Regions from separate parts of the Mus musculus genome. Here regions 1 and 2 are each linked to region 3. A link is a contact called in public ChIA-PET and Hi-C data. All regions are on one chromosome and are shown on one strand. The core of a region is the stretch at or near the end of the contact, and the rest is flanking DNA. Distances in the headings are between cores, read along the strand shown.

Region 1 (2,872 bases), core at 139-2,638, 220 kb after region 3:
GAAGCAGGGTCTTGTTACACAGCCTGGCCTGGCCTGGAGCTCCTGATCCCTCGCTTCAGGTCCTCAGTGCTGTGGTTACAAGCGTGCTCCCCACTCACAGCCTCCGGGCAGGCTTTGCTGATTCTGTGTGAGCAGGCGAAGTCCCTTCCTGGTCTATAGCCTAATATATACACATGTGTCTATATGTCTATATCAATACCTGTATAGATATATATTGACATTCATTTATATAACCACATTCAATTCTTGTCTCTTCACTGCCTAGCCTCTCAAGGGAAATTCTTATAAATCTAAGGGCATGCATAGGCTTTGGGTTCAGATTGGCATTTTGCTCATGGATAACTGTCCCACATGGCATTGGTTAGTCATTTGGCCTCTAAGCTTCTCTTCCCTACTTTGCCAAATGGTCCTGGCAATGGCGATGCCCAGCTTCTGGTGCCATTGAAGTGAAGTGAGCCACCGCACAGCATTTGCTGCTGATGAAAAGCTCTGTGAAGGGAGTTGTTCTCATTAGAAACGCTGTGGAATATTCCTCACACTTGTGTAAAATTCAGCCCTTTTAAAGAGGGAGTTTTTCATAGGTTCCCCAAGGATGCATATACAGAAACCTTGGCTAGCAGTAAGTTTCACAGCACAAATGGTATAAGAATTTTTGCACAGCATATCACACACACACACACACACACACACACACACACACACACACACAAAGTCAAAAACTGAAGCAGTTCTGGAGAACTTGCAGAACCTGAGACGTGTTGTCTGGCCCCAGTCTCAGAAGCTTGCATTTACCGAGCTGGAAGATGAATGGGGGCAGAAGGCTCTTGCCCTCACTGGCCTTGAGTGTCCCTGCAGAAGGCAGTCTTAATGTGGCTTCGTGGGTGGCAGAGACCTCAACCTTTTGTTCCTCCGTGGTGGCCGCAGGAGCCATAGGCCACTGCTTTGTCTCTGGTGACTTCGCCTGGAATGGAGCCAACCCACAGCTGTATGCATGCTTCACCCTAGCCCAGAAACCAGCAGCGCTTTGCACACAATGGAGAGGAACAGGCTGCGGCAAGGGGAGGCCTCCTGGGCAGAGAGAGAGAAATTTGGTCCAGGGAAAACAATCCAGCTCTGAAATCTTCCATCTTTAGCAGATGGAGAAATCACCACAGCAAAAAAAAAAAAAAGAAAGAAAGAAAAAAAAGAAAAAGAAAAAAAAAGGGGGGGGGTGGCTGCCATAGCAGAGAAGACCTAGCAGCTAAACAGGAAGAGAGTCTATATCCCCCCACTACCACTGCCCCAGGACCACAGTAGCAAAAGAAGTTCTGTGCAACCCGAGGCTCCTTTGGGGTTTGCACATAGTCTGTCTGTAATGCCAGGCCTCAGCCCAACCTCTCACCACATGCCGCCTCTTCTCTAGCAGGAGCCAGCTTCTGGGAGTCACCCTGGACACAGACCCAGAACAAACCATCCAGATATTTCCATTGTTGGGTTCAAAGAGATCCCTAGGGCAGCTCCCTCCCTACAAGTAGCATGCGGCAGCTACACACACACACACACACACACACACACACACACACACACACACGGAGAGGGGGAGAGAGAGGTCTCTGTAGTAAACAACTTAGCTGCCCACCATTCTCTTTCCCCACAACCTAAGAACAAGTCTAAATGATGATGGGGCAATGAGCAGACTCATTCTGCAAACATGAACAGGGACCAGTGCCATGTGGGAGTAATCTGAGAGACAGCAGCAGCCTTGCCTCAGGACGCCTCCCTGAAGCTCTTTCTCCACTGGAGATGCAGCTGACAGAAGCTATAGAACGTGAATGCTATTTCTCTCACCCCAGGAGACCACGAGAAAGAAGAAGAGGAAGAAAATGAAATGATGTGAACCAAGCCCAGCATTCTAGAATGTACCCGGTGGTGACTCTGCAGGGCACAGAGTCGCTCTCCCCTCAGCAATGGAATGCAGCTGCTCTAGGGAGCTCATCTGTAGACTGCGGGTTCACAGCGCTACTGGAGGCGGGCCAGGCCCAAAGCACCCCCAGAAAACTGTGAGGTTAGTGGAGGAATTAGTTGTGTTCTAAATCACCACGACGCAGCACAGTCCATCAGTTTTGAAAGGGAGAGTTGCTGCAGTGTTGGTGATAGGCAGAGCTCAGAGAACCACAGCTGCCTTCCTCCTGTGAACGGAAAGTTTCCAGGGGGCAGCTAGACAATATATGCCAGAGGCCTTGCTCAACTAGACTTCCAGGAAGCTAGCCTGAGAAGGTAGTCTGATGGGTTGTGTTGGAATGCGTGTGTTCTCTTCAGTGTGTGATGCTCAGTCCTCATTGACAACTTGACGAAATCACCATCACCTAGAAACCTTTGAGTGTGTCCGGGAGAGGTCTCCAGAGAGGTTTGAGAAAAGGAGGGTCCATGTTAAAGGAGGGCACCACCTTTCTGTTGGCTGGGAACCCAGAACCAATGAACTGGAGCATGTGAACTGAGCCCGGCATTCAAGTCTTTTTCCTGATTACAGACACCACGTCCCCCCTCTTCCCCTTCCTCCCCACCCCTCCATCATGTCTTCCCCTTCTGGGATGCGACCCAAGATAAACCCTTCCTTCTCTAGGCTGCACTGGCTGGCTACTTGGTCACAACTCTGAGAAAAGTAACTAATACCGAGTGCTGTTTGCGATAAACATAAATGGCCCACAGTCAGGCTGGGCTGCTGGGTAAGAGGAGAGTCTTATGCAGCCATAAAACTCTCATGAAGAAAAATTACCCATGTGGGAAATTTTCTCCTACAGTACAGAGAAATCTAAAAACATCTTCCAAGATATTGTTTCTGAATATTTCCAATGGTATATATGTAAATAAAACAAAAATAAATATAAAATGA
Region 2 (2,801 bases), core at 301-2,800, 240 kb after region 3:
AGGGCACCCGAATTCGGGAAGCTTTCCGGGCAGCCATGGCAAGGGTGAAGTCACGCAGCCTTGGGAAGACAAAAGCCGTGTCGTTCTGGGTGCCGTCTAACACGTAGATCTTCTCTGCTGGCCCCAGCGGATCCTTGGTCCATAGGCCAACTGAACCACCAAACCGCTTCAGGATCTTCATTGACCTCACCTGAGCGACTGTGTAGCTACAGTCTGGTGGGGAAGAGGAGAAAGCACAGGAGAAGGAAACAGAGGCCAAGAGTTAGATGTGTATAACAGGAACTTCCCCCAGAGTGGGCCACCTGGGGAACAGAGACACACTTTTCCGTGCATGTGTCCACTCACGGAGGGTTGAGAGATGGAGTACCGATAAAGGACAGGCCTCTAGAAACTCTCAATGAATGTGTCATTCTGAAAGATAGAGCTATGGTGGCTTGGGACAAGAAGAAAAGCAGGAAAGGGGAGTTCTGAAACTGTCTGGACCTCTGTGAGATCACTTACCCGTCACCATATCGTATTTCTCATTTCTTCGGCCCTTGCCTTTGGCTCCAGGACCTCCAGTCACCTTCTCATCCAGCTCTACACAGGGCAAAGCTGGGTTCTGTGTCTCCAGATAGTCTACCTCCCTTTCAAGACGGTCCACTCTTCCTGAGATGGAGTCTGCTTCAGTTCTGAGGGTCTCCCGCTCCTTCTCTGCCACCTCCAGGAGAGGCAACATCTTGTTTTTGAAGTCCCGAAGCTCGGCAGCATGCCGACTACTCTGATCCTGGCATTGGGCCAGCCGTTCCTGAAGGGATCGGGGAGTCAGGAAGGGTGGGTTGCAGGTTTATAGCTCCCAGACAAGCAGAGGCCCAGCCAGGGAGTCAGGGCCAGGAAAGGGACCAGCTCAGCCATGCTCCCACAGCAGAGGAGACTAGTCAGTGGTACCATCCCATCCGAGGAACCTGGCTTAATTTGCCTGAATAAGAGTCCTTCACCTTGCGTTCTCAGTGATCTGAGCCTCCAGGAAATTAGGATGCTACAGACTTCAAATTGTCCAAAAGGGAGTAGATGTGGGGTGCGGGGAAGAAACGGACAGGAAGTTGCAGGCAGATTGCCTGGGAAACTTGAACAGTATAGCAGCATAGATGCAGCCCGATTCTGACTCTCATTTCCCCTGCCCCCTTATTCCATCTAATCTGAGGGAGCCGTGTTGCGTTTATTTGCTGGGCAATTGTCTTATGTTGGGGAAATAAAAGTCTGTAGTTAAGAGGCTACTCGTCATTAAGGACTTCTTACACAACCCGATCTTGTCACTCCCAGAGCCCTGACAGCTAGTTGCACCTATAGATGTGGACTCATCCTGGGTGAGAAGAGAAACAAGTCCCTCACCTCTAAGGCAGCTAGTCGGCGTTCCATGTACTCCACAAGGTGGTGCTGCTGTCCCTGAAGGGGTCCCGTCCATGACAAAAAGAAGAGGAGCAGCAGAGGAGCACTGGGCCCCATGGCAGCCTTAAGTGGGGCCAGAGGAGTGTGTGCATTCGGCCTCTTTCCCTCCAGCCCGTTAGCTCTGGGGGCGGGGCGGGGGCGGGGCCTCCTCCTTCCCATCTCTGGTGTCTCTCACTACTCTGGAATGCTTTCAGTCTCTTTACAACCCCCACCCCCTCCTTCCCGCCTGGCCTGATCAAACACAGATGGCCCCTTTGCACAGTCGCCAGAAGCCTTAACTACCAGCAACTTAGACTTGTGAGCTCCTCCGGAAAGGGGAGAGATGGCAATCTGGAGGCAGAGGCCTTCTGAAAAATGAGCAAGTTGCAGGAAGCCGAGACCCCCGGAAAACTCAGCAAACTCCATTCGTTTTAGGAGAGGGCTTCCAGTGCTGACTCGGTAAGAACCCAGCACCCTTCATTAACCTATCCCTTCTCCAGAAATAACAGAATGGATTTTCTGCCTTGTTCAGTGAAGCCAGAAACACAGGAGATGAGGTTTGAGGGGATGGGGGTTGGGGCAAAGGGAAGTCAACTTTCTATAGCTCATTGGCGCCACCTTGTGCTGAGCATTCTGGGGCCATCTCCCATGGCAAAGAAATCAGGCGAGGACTTCACCGTGTGGAGAATCTCAACCTAAGCAAGCCAAATCACAGGGCTCCCTATGGAGTACCAAATCTCTGATTTAGCCCAAGGAAAGGAATAGAAACAAAACTGGAGGTTGTTGAGAAATGGGAGGTGGGGTTTTTTGTTTTTGTTTTAAGCTAGCTGACTTAAATATCCTTGACATGACTTTCCAGGTATTTCCCAAATAGGAGGGTGCAGCAAGGACATGCTAGTTTACATTCATGGATTTAGGGGAGAAACCTGAAAAAAAAAATATGTACAACATAGTCTAAAGGAAAACAAATATATTCTGACCTTCCTATCACTGGGAGAGAACAGACTATTGATCGCCTTTCTTGGTTATGGTTCAGTAGGGCATTTGTAAGTATCTCTCATTTCTTTAAAATTAAGTAAAAAAAAATTTGGTTTTTCAGTTACATATGCTTTTATGTGTCTGTATACAGGTATCTGCATGGGATACAGGTATCCGTGGGGACCAGACGAGGACGTCAGATCTTCCAGAGCTGAATTTTAGGAGATTGTGCGCTGCCTATTGTTCCTGAGCACTGAGCCCCTCTCCTCTGAAAGAACAGTACACTCAACTACTAAGCCTTCTCTCCAGCCCATGTTCCTCCTTTCTATCCAGCTAAAGCTACAGGGGAGCTAGGCAGGAACATACATCAGAAGAAGTCAAATATGCAGCATTTACAAAGGGGCCTGCAGTGATTA
Region 3 (2,763 bases), core at 43-2,542:
CTCAAGGTTGAGGGGATAAACAGTCTTTACTGCTGCATCCAGAACCTCCCTAAGTGCATCTTCATTGTGTGGTGATGTACCCAGCGCAGCCCAGGCCTGAGGCACAGGAAGGGCTTGGTGTCACTCCCCTTGGCCATCACACAAATGTCAGCTCAGCCCAAGAGATAAATACTATTTTCAGGTTATTATGAGAAATTGTTTTACCTTAAAAACCTTCTGAGAGCCTTGGGTTCTTAGGGCTCCATGACCCACTCTTTAAAAGCTACTGTTCAGGGGCGTCTGAGTCTAAAGCATTGTTGCTGTTATTATTTCTAGCTGGAGGAAGTCTGATGTGCCTAGTTTTATGGAACTTTCCCTCCCTTGTTTGAACTGGGTGACGGACTCTGCACAATGTTAATCCCGCAGATGGAAGGAGAGAGCCCATCGGCCCAAGTCATCATAGCCAAAGTAGTTAAAGCAAGCCTTTTAAAAATTTGTGTACACGCAAACTTTATATGCCCCAGTACAGGGGAACGCCAGGGCCATAAAAGGGGAGTGGGTGGGTAGGGGAGAGGGGGTGGGTGGCTATGGGGGACTTTTGGTATAGCATTGTAAATGTAAATGAGCGAAATACCTAATAAAAAATGGAAAAAAAAATTTGTGTACATAGGCTGTCTCTCCCTAAAGGCAGGGTTCAAGAGCTCAGCCTAGGACATGGGGAGGATAAGGGCTTTTATATATATAGTTTAGTGTTAATCCCACCTGGAAAGCATATGACCACTACCACAGTTGTGAGTAGTATCTGAAGCAAGCTTTAATAAAATACTGGTCAGGATAATAGACTCTGCCCAGGCCCATTCTGGGGCTCCCAGAAAATAGCCACAAGCTACACTGGCCAGGTGCTTATAAAGCAAACCCATAGGCTATGTAACTTCTTACCTTTGCCCAGTTGGTGGTAAGCACACATTCTGATGTATTTCCTACCTACATATCTCTCACCTACATGCGATCAAGCACATTTGGTGGAGTTGGGTCAACCAAACTTGTTTAGGAAAGTGGAAACATAGGTTTATTAGCTTCTATAGACAACAGCCCCTTAAATCTCAGAAAATACCTGTCTTTGGGCAAAGGGCTTACAGGTTAGAGGCATTTGTGTTCTAGGGATCTCGTACGCACAGAAATTAAAACTTAAAACATAACTTTGATTCTCACATCAGGAGAAGGGAGTTTCCAAATAGGAAGGAGGGTTGGCAGACAAATAGGTGGGGTTACAGAAGCAGAACTCGAGCAGAACAAGTTGGTGAAAGCAACTTCCTGAAACAATGACATGGTTACAAGGTAGCTATAAGAAGGTGGTCATAATAACCTTTGAAACAAAGGAGTGGTTACAAGTTCCTGGAACAGGCAGTACAGAATCATTTGTTGTTAAGGTTACCTGTGGTCATAGCCCAATCCTTGAGAAACAGATTTAATCATAAACAGGAGTGGATCTAGTTTCTCTTATGTATATATGGTTTCAAGTCTAAGATAGAGGAAGGTTGGGTTATCAACAGAAAGTAGGTGAGGGCTGTGGTCCCTCTTGGTGGCTGTCATGGACACACAGCTCTTCATCTAGGCACTCCAGATCTCCCCCCAGGCAGGTGGCTTTGCTGACAACGCTGGCATTCTAGAGCTCCAGTGACTCAGGTCTTTAGCTCTCTGGATCCTGAAACTATTCTTCCCAGTTTTGTTTCCCATCATCTGGATCCTTATCAGCTCCTGAAAGAGTCTTCCAAATGCTTCTCCCCTGCAGTGCTTTGAGTCTGCTTGATAGACTAGAAACAGAAGTCTATGCTCACAGACTCCACTACAGATGTGTTTAATCTTCTAAAATTTGACTTTGTTGCTTGCCCTACTTCATATTGGGCTTATTTGGCATACAATTCCAAGTTACAGTCCACTATTGCTGGAAAGTCAAGGTGGAAACTTAAAGCATCATATCTATAGCCAAGAGAGACAAAGAATAAACATGTATATCCTAGTTTGCTTAATGCTTATGTTCAAATAGGTTCCTTTACTCTTACACAGTTCAGTGCACAGCCTAGGGAATTGTACCACCCATAGTGGGCTGGGCCAAGTAAAAGTGAAGACAATGACCCACAGAAGGCCCCATGGGCCAACCTGATCTAGATAATCAATCCCTCAATTAAGATGTTCTTCCTAGGTGACTCTAAACTGTGTTAACTTGACATTTAAAACTAACTAGCACATTGCCAGATATTTAAAAATCCACATGTTTATGAACCTACACTTGGTTTATTGAGACTCAGTCCTACCATAAACCAAGACAGTAACACCTATCTTCTCTTAAAGCATTAGAGAATCTGGCCTTTTTACTTTTAAACTGAGTGACCAGCTGAGGGTAACAAGGAGACTCACTTCCTCTAGTCAAGACCCCACCACTTCCTACCTTTTCCTTACTCTTCTCTGACCTCATTTAGATTAGAATTTTCCATTTCCACTTCTTAAAGAGAAAAGACATTTTAAGATTTATTTTATCTTACTCAATAAACTATGACTAAGTGAAAGACAGTCCTCAATTAGTGATAGTTTTGATTTTTTTTACCTTGTGATGTTGTGAACACCATGTGCATTCAATAGAAGGCATGCTTGAAAGTTTGGACTTCCATCTTTTCCAGGGGCAGCAGGCAGTAAGCAGTAAACTACAGGTCTCAGTCAGCCCTGTCAACAAGGTTGGGATCTGGATAGCAGATAATCTAACTAGAGATTCCAATCAGTGCATGT

What was found. A called contact is a pair of places that touch in the nucleus more often than the background predicts. ChIA-PET counts read pairs in DNA pulled down with a chosen protein or histone mark.
Region 1: an RNA polymerase II ChIA-PET map of memory CD8 T cells shows a contact between it and region 3, with 86 read pairs. The contact joins two enhancer-like sites. A contact is called at or near these places in 2 of 484 Hi-C or Micro-C datasets (bone marrow-derived macrophages and nephron progenitors), 3 of 115 datasets of contacts at active chromatin or transcription factors (double positive thymocytes, embryonic stem cells and memory CD8 T cells) and 1 of 9 other capture datasets (embryonic stem cells).
Region 2: a Hi-C map of uterus shows a contact between it and region 3, with 3 times the contacts expected there. The contact joins the promoter of Olfml3 here to the enhancer-like site in region 3. A contact is called at or near these places in 14 of 39 promoter capture datasets (the 3T3-L1 cell line, 3T3-L1-derived adipocytes, the HPC-7 cell line and 8 more), 2 of 15 datasets of contacts at CTCF or cohesin (the NIH/3T3 cell line and embryonic stem cells), 7 of 484 Hi-C or Micro-C datasets (CD4 T cells, embryonic stem cells, trophoblast stem cells and 1 more), 14 of 115 datasets of contacts at active chromatin or transcription factors (the NIH/3T3 cell line, T-cell acute lymphoblastic leukemia, bone marrow-derived macrophages and 8 more) and 4 of 9 other capture datasets (adipose tissue, embryonic stem cells, liver and 1 more).

What each region holds. Positions count from the first base shown.
Region 1 is chr3:103,715,548-103,718,419 of GRCm38.p6, forward strand. No RefSeq gene overlaps it. Among named protein-coding and RNA genes, the nearest start is that of Olfml3, 21 kb to the right of the region's middle. Within about 2 kb of position 1,389, at least 97 of the 459 cell types and tissues checked have an H3K27ac peak or open chromatin away from gene starts, as enhancers often do. A contact at or near this core is called in memory CD8 T cells, where this site is marked.
Region 2 is chr3:103,736,451-103,739,251 of GRCm38.p6, forward strand. It overlaps Olfml3 (olfactomedin-like 3), which reads right to left and starts at 1,551. Exons shown (of 3, transcript NM_133859.2): 1 at 1,372-1,551; 2 at 502-787; 3 at 1-213. The coding sequence starts at 1,485.
Region 3 is chr3:103,492,914-103,495,676 of GRCm38.p6, forward strand. No RefSeq gene overlaps it. Among named protein-coding and RNA genes, the nearest start is that of Gm34049, 7.2 kb to the right of the region's middle. Within about 2 kb of position 1,293, at least 30 of the 459 cell types and tissues checked have an H3K27ac peak or open chromatin away from gene starts, as enhancers often do. A contact at or near this core is called in memory CD8 T cells and uterus, where this site is marked.